Regions from separate parts of the Gossypium hirsutum genome. Here all the other regions are linked to region 3. A link is a contact called in public Hi-C data. All regions are on one chromosome and are shown on one strand. Each heading gives the region's core, a stretch centred on a gene start, on an enhancer-like site or on the middle of the called end of the contact. The rest is flanking DNA. Distances are from core to core; before and after follow the strand shown.

Evidence for each region. Hi-C and Micro-C count contacts between places; a contact is called where the count stands out from the background.
Region 1: a Hi-C map of leaf shows a contact between it and region 3, with 2.3 times the contacts expected there. The contact joins the promoter of LOC107899506 here to the enhancer-like site in region 3. A contact is called at or near these places in 2 of 34 Hi-C or Micro-C datasets (both in leaf).
Region 2: a contact with region 3 is called in a Hi-C map of leaf, with 1.9 times the contacts expected there. The contact joins the promoter of LOC107899520 here to the enhancer-like site in region 3. A contact is called at or near these places in 5 of 34 Hi-C or Micro-C datasets (leaf and seedling).
Region 4: a contact with region 3 is called in a Hi-C map of leaf, with 2.4 times the contacts expected there. The contact joins the promoter of LOC107899519 here to the enhancer-like site in region 3. A contact is called at or near these places in 5 of 34 Hi-C or Micro-C datasets (callus, leaf and petal).
Region 5: a Hi-C map of leaf shows a contact between it and region 3, with 2.2 times the contacts expected there. The contact joins two enhancer-like sites. A contact is called at or near these places in 2 of 34 Hi-C or Micro-C datasets (both in leaf).

What each region holds. Positions count from the first base shown.
Region 1 is chrD04:39,973,430-39,976,129 of Gossypium_hirsutum_v2.1, forward strand. It overlaps LOC107899506 (RING-H2 finger protein ATL73), which reads right to left and starts at 1,297. Exons shown (of 1, transcript XM_016825238.2): 1 at 303-1,297. The coding sequence starts at 1,196. The coding sequence ends at 384.
Region 2 is chrD04:39,105,349-39,108,048 of Gossypium_hirsutum_v2.1, forward strand. LOC107899520 (probable 3-deoxy-D-manno-octulosonic acid transferase, mitochondrial) reads left to right here and starts at 1,341. Exons shown (of 13, transcript XR_001684707.2): 1 at 1,341-1,751; 2 at 1,970-2,012; 3 at 2,165-2,287; 4 at 2,584-2,700.
Region 3 is chrD04:39,514,488-39,517,187 of Gossypium_hirsutum_v2.1, forward strand. No RefSeq gene overlaps it. Among protein-coding and RNA genes, the nearest start is that of LOC107899512, 21 kb to the right of the region's middle. Within about 2 kb of position 1,279, at least 8 of the 9 cell types and tissues checked have an H3K27ac peak or open chromatin away from gene starts, as enhancers often do. A contact at or near this core is called in leaf, where this site is marked.
Region 4 is chrD04:39,183,877-39,186,576 of Gossypium_hirsutum_v2.1, forward strand. LOC107899519 (F-box protein PP2-A15) reads left to right here and starts at 1,321. Exons shown (of 4, transcript XR_005912186.1): 1 at 1,321-1,856; 2 at 2,028-2,146.
Region 5 is chrD04:39,992,331-39,995,030 of Gossypium_hirsutum_v2.1, forward strand. No RefSeq gene overlaps it. Among protein-coding and RNA genes, the nearest start is that of LOC107899505, 11 kb to the left of the region's middle. Within about 2 kb of position 1,306, at least 5 of the 9 cell types and tissues checked have an H3K27ac peak or open chromatin away from gene starts, as enhancers often do. A contact at or near this core is called in leaf, where this site is marked.

The sequences.
Region 1 (2,700 bases), core at 47-2,546, 460 kb after region 3:
AAAAAAATAATCTTAAATTTTAAAAACACGGTTTTTTTTTACTTTATGTCTAAGCTATCAATGTGCTGAACATATATGTTTAAAGTAGATCTAACATATTTTAAGTATGTTACATTAAATCCAAAATTAATGCAGGCTAGCGTTATGATATGATCTTAATTAGAATGTTTCAAAATGTAGAAACTAATTTAGAATTTTGGCCAGAATGCATGTGGCAACATATTAGAATATTTTTTCCGAACATAGGGCTTGGAAATTTAATAAAACAGAGTATAAACATGATTTAGGATTATGAACCTGGATGAAGTAAATTTTCAAATTAATCTAGTATATGATGGAAGCAACAGAAAGCATCAACCAAATTTTTGTTTCCAAACATCATGTTAATAAGGAAGAATTCCATAACTGGTTCTACTCCTACCTACTCGCAATTGTGAGAAAGACCTCAACAATGAAGACATTCGATCCAACTGTCTCATAGATGGAGCCTTACAAGAATTGCTCTTCCACAAAATCATCTTTGATGTTGAAGAAGAAGCATCTCCACTGTCATCTATTAAGTTAATGTATATGTGGAACTGATCCATTGACAAGGATCCCTTCAACCCTGTGATCACATGTGTTTTACTTTCTCTAGGGAACACCAGGGGCAGACAATGTCTTAACAAAGTATTTGACTGAACCCCGGAAGTTGATGCGGCCTGATCGCCACCTTGTCCGATGTTTCGAGCCAAATACGGAACCCTTTCTCCTCCAATATGGTTGGCCGGAGGCGATTCTAAACTAGAATAGTCTACAAGTGTTCGACAAATAGGACAGGTAGAATGTGCCAAAAACCAATTGTCAATGCACGGGACATGAAACAAATGCCTGCAGTTTGGCAACAAGCGGATAGTCTCCCCTTCCTTTAGTTCTCCCAAGCAAACAGCGCATTCAGTTTGATGAGTGCCCAATTCTTCATCTTTATCCCTGGAGAAAGACAGGATTGGAATTGTTTCCAGGATTTTATGTTGAAGCCCAGTTGGTATGGAGGGATTTGTGGCATCATCCGGTTGATCTCCCCATCTCAGGCAGTATTTGACAAGTAAAAAATGGTATACAATTAGTGCTAGACAAGTGGCAACTATGCCGGCCAAGGAAATCAACAAAGGAGTCAGAAAGGACCCTGAATCTTGAGCACCATTTGCAGGATCCATGGTTCACCATCTACGGGTTTTCTTTCAACTTTACAACTTGTGGTGGTAACTTTAAAAAGATGAAACATGGACAAATTGTAGTGTTTTTTAAAACAGCTGAAACACTTTGGTCTTCTATCAAGAGAAGTTGAAGACTTGAGAGATTACAAGTGGCATTCTTCGATAGTGGCCCACGTGTATGGTATGTAATTGGCCAAGTGTCACTTGATTGGTGGAGGATGATTACGTTTGAGGATATGATGATATCACAATTCATATCTTATTTTATCCTACCACCCTATTTAAGATATAATAATTAAGATAATATGGGCCTACGTTAGATAATGACACCAAAAAACTGAGTAATAAATATTTTATTTTCCTAAACATTTTAATGTTTGAATTCATGATTAATTTATTTAGTTTTTAAATATCAAATAAATAACATATCACAAAATAATTTTTTGCTTCGTAAAAATAAAATAGCATTTTGGAAATTCAAATTTAAAATATATGAAAAAAAAGTATCCTCGATTTTCTCAAATAAACTTAACATATTTAATGGATCAAGGTAGAAAGTTGAATATATTTTCTTTTTAGTTTAAGTAGTAAGAAAAGTATAGATAACGAAGTTTAAACGAGTGATGCACAGAAGATTATCTTTTAAGAATCTATGATAAAAATAATTATTCTAAGATAACGTAATGTCGTGCAAATTTTGATATGACACGTTGTAGGATTTTGGGCTCGAACATCGAAAAAATTATTCAATGACTCAAATTAGAAATTTTATAAAAGAAATTTGATATTAGAGTTGAGAATATGTAAAAAGAATTTAAAAAGTGAAAATCTGACAAAAAAAAAAGAACTAAATAAAGTAAATTTTGAAAAGTATGAGGACCATTGTGCAACATTACCCAAAAGTGGAAAAATATGAATTATTATGGATAAGTTATCATGAAATAAATTGGACTATGATTCGGTGGGATGAACATAACTTTTGAGACTAAATTAAAATTTTTGAATATTATAGCGACTAAATTGTAATTTTTATATTTTATCGAAAAAAGAGCTAAAGTGCGATTTTCATTACTCATAGAGTTATTATAAATATTTTTAATGAATTATGAACTTGATTTGGTCTAACTATCAAATTTTAAGAAGAAATCACTAAATTTGACAAAAAAAAAGGTAAAAAGGTAATTTTGCCACAAAGGATAGTTTGATCAATTCTCGAGATTTAATGATGACAATAATATTTCAATATTATATTTGATATCCAAAATTATTTTGAATCGTTAGAACCTCTTATTAATGAATCAGGCCATAATTTCACAAAGTTAGGTTTGTAAAAATTGGGTCGAGGCCTTGGGCCCTTTTGGGGGTCATTTTAAATTGGAAAATACCCCCATCAACAAAGTTCTCTTCTTTCTTAACCAACAAAAGCAACCATGGCTGCCCTCATCTTCTTCCTCTCCATTTTCTTTATTTTCTTTTAAAATATTTACCTCCCATCTTGAGATAA
Region 2 (2,700 bases), core at 91-2,590, 410 kb before region 3:
CCCACGGGTACAGACATTGATTTTTGTATTTAAATTTATTTGTACAAATATTTTGAATATTTTGATATTTTTTGATGTAATAAAATAGAAATTTTTTTGAGTTATTACTTAAAAACCCTAAACCCTTAACTTATTAAAAATTTATAAATTTATAAATTATAATTAAATACATAATTTAATTTACAAAACCTTAAACCCTTAACCTAAAAACCCTAAACCCTTAATTTAAAAACCCTAACCCCTAAACCTAAAAACCATAGCCATTAACTTTAAAACCCTAAACCCTTAACTTAAAAACCCTAACTTTTAACTTTTAAACCCTAAACCCTTAAATTGAAAACCCTAAACCCTTAACTTACTATTTGCCCAGAAACGTTAACTCAAAATTATTTTTCAGGACATACTGTAGCAAAAGTGCGTCCACGTGGGCGCGACTTCACAAATTATTCTTATAAAGCATCCTGCTTGAAGCGTTTTTTAAACTATTTGCTCAAAAACGTCAACTCGAAATTATTTCTTCCAAGACCAACTGTAGCAAAAGTGCGTCCACGAGAGCGCGATTTCACAAAGTCTTCTCATAAAGGATCCTGCTTGAAGCGTTTTTTAAACTATTTGCTCAGAAACGTCAAGTTGAAATTATTTTTCCAGGACCTACTGTAGCAAAAGCGCGTACACGTGGGTGCGACTTCAAAAATCCTTCTGATAAATCATCCTGCTTTGATTTATCTTAAAAACCCATAAACACGAAACGTAATCCAATTTTGAATAAATTTTAATTAATTTAATTACGAAACCCTAAACCCTAATCCCTTATTTATTTACTTTTTTCTCTAAAAATCCTAAAAACCCTAGGGTGGAAAACACGGCGAAATCGCGTCCCTAGGGGCGCTACGTGCCAGGAAATCGCGTCCATGTCAGCGCGCTTTGCTGACGTGGACACAAATCGCGCTTCAGAGGATGCGATTTGTTGCCATGTCAGCAAAGTGCGCTGATGTGGACGCGATTTCCTAGCACGTCCCCTGACATCGCGCTAACGTGGATGCGATTTAGAGGAAAAGGGCCCATTCCGGTAAATAATAAAATACTAGGCTCATTTCGATAAATTAAAAAAATGGCTTTTTTTGATATTTTGTCCTAAAATAAAAGTAGGGGAAGAGTAAAATTTAAATTTGGGGGATGGAATGAGAGGGAATAAATGATTGAGAAAAAATAAAAAGATTTGGAGATTTAGAATAAACATATAAAATATTACAATTTAATATTCCAATTATTTGAATTTAAAAATTAAATTAAATTAAAACTCAATTCATAAAATTTAAAATTTCTCTTATTTTTGGAGTGAATCGAATTTTGCTCCCATAATAACCCGACTAAACAAACTAACCTTTTAAAAACAAAATGGAGATAGAGCGGTCCCAAAACAAAGCATAATCCAAAATTAAAACGGCGATGACGGGACCAATGGCAAAGGGAGAGATAGTTTACAAAATCTACAGAGCTTTAACCTACGGTCTATCACCCTTGCTGCACCTTCACTTACACTGGCGCAAGCTCCGAGGCCTGGAGCACCCTATCAGGTGGCGCGAACGCTTAGGTCGGCCTTCCCTCCGCCGTCCCTCCTCCGGCCCACTTCTGTGGTTCCACGCCGTCTCTTTAGGAGAAGGAATGGCCGCCATTCCTGTCATTAAATTTTGTAGTCAACGGAGACCTGATGTCCACATTTTGATGACAACGACGACACTTTCCGCATTGTAAGACGTCGCCTTAAATTTCATTTCTGTTTTTTTTTTCTTTTTTTTAATTAATCTTGTTACGAGCGCTTAAAGTTATCTAGTTAAATGTGTTAAGATCGTCGGAAAATCTTCAATTCGTTTTTAAATTATAAATAGTAATAGCTGTAATTTGATCCTTTAGTTAATTTACAGATAAAAACTGTGTATGCCATTTCAGTTTATCTTTCTTTTTGCAGTGAAGTGCTGAAAGATAGACTTCCAGATAATGTTATATATCAGGTTAGTTACCTAACATACAACTAATGTTTGATTTACTTGGAATTTGAAACTTGGAAGATTGGTCCTGATGCATTCAACTCACTTAAGTTATGAATTATGTTTTCATTTTTTCTTATATACATATGTAGTGAAACTTTAGAACTTTGTAACAGTTTGCTCCAATTGATACACCTGCTGCCATGGATGCTTTCCTTGGGTATTGGAAGCCAAATTGGATTGTAATAATGGAGAGTGAACTATGGCCGAACCTTATTATTGGTGCTTCCAAATGTGGAGTAAGTTGTTTCCTACTTTGCGATGCATGTATGTATATCACTTCATTTTGGACCCTTTGAGGGAACAGAAAGTACGCCATTGGTTTGTTCAGCTACGTGTCTGATTTTTTTCTTTTAATTCCTATACATTTGCTGAATGATCTTGAGAAAAAAGGATGAATTTTCGGCACACGTTATGAAGTCTACACCGTTTGTCTACTCTATTATATGATATTCAGTTTTACATTTAGGGTGTTTTATTATGTTTCAGGTCTTTTAATCTTTTATAACGTATGAATTTTATTTTTTTATTTCAGATTGGTCTGGCATTATTAAATGCTCGATTGTCTGCAAAGTCCTTTAGACATTGGTCAAGACCCGTGCTGTTTCCATTAATATCTCTTTTATTGTCCAAATTTTCTTTGATTGCCCCA
Region 3 (2,700 bases), core at 29-2,528:
GTCCTAATAAAGGGCTCGTGGTCAAGCTCAACATGAGCAAAACTTATGATCGTGTAGAGTGAAACTTTCTGGAAATAATTATGAAGAAAATGGGATTCGATGGAAAGTGGATTGCCAACATTATGGATTGTGTTCGTTCGGTTAAATATACGGTTAAATGTAACAACATTTTATTTGATACTTTCATCCCTGAAAGGGGTCTCCGACAAGGGGATCCCCTCTCTCCTTATTTGTTCTTATTTTGTATGGAAGCTATTTCGAGAATGCTTATCCATGCTCAAAAGAACAACATTTTAAGAGGCATAAGGGCCAGCAGAGACGGCCCCAGAATAAATCATTTGTTTTTTGCTGATGATGCACTGTTGTTTGTGAAAAATAAAAAGAGTGATGTGGAGAGCCTTGTTAACATGCTTTACACTTTCTCTAATATTTCAGGGCAAGAGATTAATTTTGAAAAGTCCATGGTCATTTTCAGTCCTAACACCTCACGTGACCAGAGAACAATCCTTAGTGGTCTCCTAGGCATGACGGTGGTGGAAAACTTAAACAACTACCTAGGCCTTCCTATCCCGATTGGTAAGAAAAAAAACAGTGGCTTTCCAAGAGATTACTAATAGATTGTCTTGCAGGATTAACAACTGGACAAAGAGATTTATCTCTTTTGGGGGTAAAGAAGTCTTCATTAAAGCGGTTCTCCAATTCGTCCCTACGTACGCTCTGTCAATTTTTTTGGCCCCCAAAAGCATCATCGATGACATTCAAGCTAAGCTTAGCAGAACATGGTGGTCGGGAAAAGATAAAGGGAGATTCTGGACAATGATCCCATGGAAAACGCTGTGTAAGCCAAAGGCTATGGGAGGGCTTGGAATTAGAAATATGCGACTCTTCAACCTGGCTCTCTTAGGGCGTCAAGTGTGGAGACTAATAAACAATACTGATACTCTCTGCTTCAAGGTTTTCTCTTCAAAATATTTTCCTGATGGCAACATTTTTAATGCTAAAAAGGTGGACAAAGCGTCTTTCACTTGGACAAGTATTGCGACAACGGCGGAAGCGCTTAAAGATGGCTTTGGTTGGCAGATTGGAAACGGCGAGAAGATAAATATTTGGGATGATAATTGGGGAATGGAAGGGCTCAATGGGGATGTTATTATAAGCAACACTCGAAAAAGAGATGGAAAGAGTGTGAAAAATCTTTGGCATGTGGAATGGAGGTGTTGGGAGGTTAATAAAGTCAGACACGCGTATGGACAAGATTGGGGGGATAAGATTTGCAATATTCCCATTGGAGGGGAGGGCCAGGAAGATAGACTGATATGGTTTCATAACCCTTACGGGTGTTATACTTTAAAATCTGCCTATTCATGGCTGTTGCTGAAAGGAATGGGATACGGCCCTCACAGGTTCCTTTGGAAAGCATTATGGAAGCTTGATACTCTACCGAAGATCCGGGTTTTTGCGTGGAGGGTGGGGCATGAAATCCTCCCCACGAACAGTAAGATCGCCTCTATCAGACAGGATTTTGACAAGGGATGTCCTCGATGCGGAGTAGAGACCGAAACTGTGTTACATGCTTTAAAAGACTGCCCAACCTCGAGAGCAGTTTTGTCGATTGGAGGGTGGTCCAGGAGCTTTATTTCTAAGAATTACGATCACTGCATTGATTGGTTGGAAGACTTGATGCGGGTCCTTGACAAAAGAGCTATGGCCGACTTGATAACAACCCTATGGAACTACTGGAATAACAGGAACAACTTTATCTTCAGGGGAAAAGAAGAAGAGGCTAAGCAAATATGGGAAAGAGCTAACAACTTGACCAAGGAGTTTCAAATATGCAATATGATGAACGAGCCATTAATGTCACAGAACGTCGTGGAGAAAAAGTGGAACAAACCTCCAAAGGGATTTATTAAAATAAATTTTGATGCTACTGTTGGTGAAAATAGAATCGGGTACGGGATGGTCGTCAGAGATGAAGAAGGCTTTGTTCTAGGTGGCGGCGGGGGTTTCAAAGAGGGTGGGATGTCGGTGGAAGAAACTGAGTGCGTGGCCTTCGAAGAGAGCATTAAAGTGGCGCGCAGACTACAGTTAAAAAACACGTTCTTTTTAAGACCGACCATGTGGGGTTGGTCAACAGACTAAACAATTTAGTCAATGACATCACTACAATTGGCGCACGAATTAAGGATTGTGCTGCTGCCTTTGAATTTTTTAATTCTGCCAATTTAATTTGGGCCGAACGGTCTTGTAATAAGGTGGCCCATTTACTTTGTAAAAAAATGTATAGCGAGGCCGAAAACAATTTGTTCGAATTGGATTATCCGCCGGAAATCCACAATGCTGTAATTTGTGATGTTTCATAATTAATCTTAGTTGACCTTTGTGGTCGTTTTTGTTTCAAAAAAAGATTTTATGGCATGTTAAATTATAATGTTTTTTATTATTGAATTGCAATTTAATTAATTTAATTAAATTGAATCGAGAATGATATTCTGATTTTGATTTTGGGAAGAGACGAGGAACAAGGGTGTATCGATGGTTTTGGAGTAAGTGGTGGCGAAGGAGTTGGGTGTTTATGGGGATGGATAGTGGACATGGATTGAAAAATTATAGCCTCCCCCTAATTACTCTTCCCTTCTTTACCCTGGTCCTGTACCTGTACCATATATAGTTTACGTATCTATTTCATGCGCCTTTTAT
Region 4 (2,700 bases), core at 71-2,570, 330 kb before region 3:
AACATAATAATTTATAACATAATCCTAAATTACTAACAAATTAATTTTAAAATAATTATAAAAAACAAAAAAATACATTCTTACAAAATATAAACCCAAAATCATAAACACTAAACATAAGCAATTTATAAATAATAATTAATAACAAAAAAATTTCACAACATCTTAATTAAACTATTTAAATTATAAACAAAATTATTTACTAAAATAATACATTACTTTTTTTTTTCTTTCTTCTTCTTCTTCTTCTTCTTCTTTTTTCTTCTCTTTTCTCTCATTTCTTTCTCTCTTCCGGTGGGTGCTTGAACTTGGGGGACCATGCTTATAAGGTCCCCCATTTACAATTTATTTTGCCCTTGTGAAGGGACTACACACTGCCAAGCAGTGTATCTGTGCAGCAGAGGGGCGCAGGGGGGCTGTGCAGCAGAGGGGTGCAGTGGGCAGGCAGTGGCGCCTACCTGTCAGGCGCGACTAGTTGCGCCTACCTGTCAGGCGCGACTAGTTGCGCCTATCGACAGGCGCAACCTGTTTCGGGTATTTTTAACCCGTTAACTGTATTTTGACCTGTATATATATTTAAATATTTTTAATAAAAATAAAATAATAATATTTTAATATAATAAAAGTGGTTGCGCCTGTCAGATAGGCATGACCCAAAAGAACATACCATTTTTGTATATAATCAAGTTGACAACCTATTTCAGTATTTAATTTTTTTTAAAAGTTATTTAGGTAAAAAACCCTTAAATTTTTTTATTTAAATCTATTTTTAATGAATTTAAAATATAATGTCTTTCTAATCAATTCTAAACTATTCATATCTCTTAAATTTTTTAGTGAAAGAATACAATATGTTTTAAGTACGTTGGAGTGGTAAATATTTAAAATTTATAAAGTTTTAAAGTTAATATATTTAAAAATGATAAAATTTTAATTTAATATTTTAAAAAATTATAAATAGATAATCATAGAATTATATAACCCAATTTTAATTCTCTAAAAAAAGTTAAAATTATTGTAGAACTTGATGATTTTTTGATAAAGAATGTTACATGATTATTATGGATATTAACTAATTTGGATGAAAAATATTCAATATGGTTATAATGGGCATCCATAAAAAAATATTTTCATCAACATGTTCATTAAGATAGTATTTATTTGATGTGAAAATTATTATTAATATAGAAAGACGTGCATTTCGATTATATTGAAATGTTTATCATTCAAAGTAAAATATGGGTGCATATGACATAAAAATATAAATGAGGTGCATTCCATTTCCGTTTCGGTTAATGGACCCCACCAAAAGCATCCTCAAAAGTCTGTCTAGGTAAATCCTAAGCCAACATTTTTGCCTCGGTTTCTTTCCCATCTCCCCCAGACACACATTTTCCCGGAAAAAACAAACCAAAGTAAAATGGTAGAAAATACCCACAAATTTTCTCCCTCCCCTCTTCACTCTTCTCACCACCAACCTACCTCTAAAACACTGAATTTTTATAAATAGAAATACAAGGTATTTTTTAAAGAGAAAGGATTTCATGGGTGCCTCTCTTTCCAGCCAAACGGAAGGAACCAATAGGACCGGGATGAGACCAGGATTGGGGGACATACCCGAGGGCTGCTTGGCCTGCGTTTTCATGAACTTGACGCCGCCGGAGATTTGCAATCTCGCCAGGTTGAATCGCGCCTTTAGAGGGGCTGCCTCCTCCGATTCCATCTGGGTGAAGAAGCTACCCACCAATTATCAAGATCTGCTAAATTTGTTGCCTCCTGAGAGGTACCAGAACATGTCCAAGAAAGACATTTTTGCGCTTCTTTCTCGCCCGGTACCTTTTGATGATGGATATAAGGTAGGTCATTATAGAAGTTTGTTTTTTTTCGCCCGGTACCTTTTGATTATTGTTTTAAATATTTAACCATTTCCTTTTTACATGATTTTCCTTTTTTGTTTGGTTTAGCTGCTTTATTATCATTAGATGAGCAAGTGAAGATTATCGACGGTTGAACATGGGGTGATGCAGGAAGTGTGGCTGGACAGAGTGACAGGCAGGGTATGCATGGCAATATCTGCAAAAGGGATGGCAATTACTGGAATCGATGATCGGAGATATTGGAATAGGGTTTCTACTGAAGAATCTAGGTTTGATATTAACATCATCACATTTCGATGCTAAAGTTTCAAGTAGAATTTATTAATCTGACGTTCACTTAATATGGGATTGAGATACTTGTATCTTGAAATGTTTCTAGTAAATTTTTTTAACCATAGGAGTGGGATTTTTGTATTGATTGCTTGAACTAGCATAAAGTAGAATTAGTTGCTTGTAATTTTTCTTCTACATGGAGCATGTAGATGCATAAGCTATATATTTCTTGGAATGGAACTCTTGGTAAATTGTATTATCAATCTACACCTTTTTTTTTTTCCTTTGGTGGAAGGAAATGCATTTGGATGCTAATCAACTGCTGTTTTCTAGGCTTTGCTGCTTGTTGATGTTGTTTTTATACAAATGGTATTATGTGGAAAGGCTGAAACCTCTGAATATTTGCATCTTTGTTGATCATTCATTATTGAGCTCAAGATGATGTATGTATATATGCTTATACATATACGCATACATAAATGTATACGTACATATATGCATGATGTATGGAATTTGGTGTTTGTCTTGGTTGCCACATTCTTAATCTCAA
Region 5 (2,700 bases), core at 56-2,555, 480 kb after region 3:
TGCTAAGAAAGACCCAGTCCCTATTTGATACAATGTTGCAGGAAGGACCATGCAGTTTATAAGTATGATCTAAATAAGCTTAGGCCACTGTAAGTGCTGAAAATGGGTGAGTAAGAGCCACAAAATGGCCATACTTGGTCAATCGGTTGACCACAACTAGAACATTGTCTTTCCTTTTCTAGCTTGGGAGGCCCTCGATAAAATTTAAACTCACTGCAGACCATACTTGATCAAGTATAGGTAAGGGTTCAAGTAGGCTAGTAGAAACAGCCTGGTCAGATTTGCAAGCTTGGGAAATGGGGCACTTCTTCACCCATTCCTTGATGTCATTGGAAAGGCCTTTCAAATAGAGTAAACTGGCCATTCGATATTTGGTAGCATGGACTCCAAAATGCCCTCCAGCTACCCCCTATGGAAATGGTTGAAGAGGTAATTCCTAAGAGTGTCATAATTGCCCGTTTCAACTTTTCCTTTCCTCCTCAAAACCTGTCCATTCCACAAGTACTTAGGGTAAAGGTGTGATTGTTGTTGAACCTCTAAGCAAAGTTGATGTAGTTTAGGATTTGCTAGTGAGGAAGCTAAAATCCTAAACCATATTTTAGACCAAATGATACTATTAGTGCATTGTAGGAGTTGTTCCTCTTCCGTTTGTGGTCTTCGAGACAAAGCATCTGCTACTACGCTTTGAGTTCCCCTCCTGTAAGTCACCAAGTAATCACAGCCAAGCATTTTAGCAACCCATTATTTCTGGTAAGGAGTAATGGTATGTCCATTAGTTAGAAATTTCAAACTTTGATGATTTTCCCGTATGTGAAACCTTTTTCCCACAAGATAGGGGAGCCACCTTTTTACTGGTAGCAGTACAACCAACATCTCTTTGTTATATATAGACAAGGCTTGATGCTTGATCTCTAAGGCTTTGCTGAAATAAGCTAGAGATCGTCCCTTCTATTGCAAGGCTTCCCTAATACCTTGACTACTGGCATCCGTGTGAATGCAGAGGTTGGTGTTGAGATTGGGCAGGGCTAGAATTGGTGTCTGACACATTGCTGGCTTGAGCTGTCGGAAGGCTGCCTAAACTTCAGAAGACCAATGCCGCTTGACATATTTTTTTAAACAAATTGGTTAAGGGATGAGCTAAGGTGCCATAATTTTTTATAATTTGTATATAATATCCAAGAAGTCAAAGAAACCATTAAAGCTCCATAAGCCAAGTAGGGGTAGGCGAAGTAAGTACCGCTTCCACCTTAGTGGCATCTATGCCCATTGATCTCTGGAAATGATGTAGCCCATATATTCAATTTCAGTTGGGCCAAAAGTGCATTTGGACCATTTAGTATATAATTTATGTTGTTATATGATTTGTGGGGCTGTTCGAAGATGCTCCAAATGTGATGGCCAATTGTCCAAGTACACAAGGATGTCATAAAAAACTACTAAGACAAACTTCCTCAAGAAGGGCTTGAAAATAGAATTCATCAACGATTGAAAGTTGGAAGGGGCATTGGTTTGTCTTAGTAGTTTTATGAATGTATTTATCCCACGTGCAAATATGGTAGTACCCGGATCGTAAATCAAGCTTGGAAAAATAGGAAGTAGTCCCTAGTTCATTAAGTAGTTCTTTTATAACTGGAATAAGGAAGGTATCCTTGATGGTATATTGATTTAGCTGCCTATATTTCACACAAAGGCGTCAACTATCATCCTTCTTTTTCATTGTAATAATGTATGATGAATAAGGGCTACAATTATCTCGGATGACCTCAGCTTCAAGCATTTCCTTTATGAGCGTCTCCATTTCACACTTTTGCACAGTAGGATACCTATATGGCCTAACCTTCACTACCACATTTTTATCCTTGATGGGAATACAATGTTCTTGCAATCGGTGAGGTGGATATTCCTTTAGAGAATGGAGAACATCTTTAAATTCACCCAATACCAATTGCAGATCCTCACTGTCAACTAAGCCTAACATGTGTAAAAGGGTGCACATACTCGATGTGATGAGAAATGGATAAGGACTCTTGACTATTCAGATGCACCAACTTAGTGCTTTAAGTAGCTGTTATAATATGAATGGCTCCTAGAAATATTCCTTTCAGAGTACATCATTAATCATTGTATTCAAACTATATAGAAAGAGAACTGAAATTACAGATGATGGACCCCAATGTGGTTAACCATTTAATACCAAGAACCAAGTCGCATCCCTTGAAAGCTAAGACTAGGAAATTTGTTACAAACTACTGAACTTGTGCCTACCACTATACAAACCTACACACACCTTGAGTAGACATGATTCCTCCATCAACAATAGCGACTTGCAGCCTAGTAGAGAGTTCCACAAGGAGGTTCATTTGTCGAGCTAACTTGGCATCAACAAAATTGTGGGTGCTTCCAGAGTCCACTAGTATTATGACATTGGAATTCCCTATTTATCAAGCCATCCTCACGATTTTTGACCCTTAAGACCCCTGTAGGGCATGCAAAGACATAGTCAATGGTGTACAAGTCTCCTCCTTTTGGCCATTAGGTTCAAGTTGATCCAGATAGTCTTAATACTCACCAGATTAGGGATTCTTAGCTTTACTTTCTACATCAGACTCAGACTTTACAATCAATTGATACAATTGGGGCTTAGTACACTTATGGCCAGGAGTGTACTTAGCTACAAACCAAAAGCACAACCTATTCTTT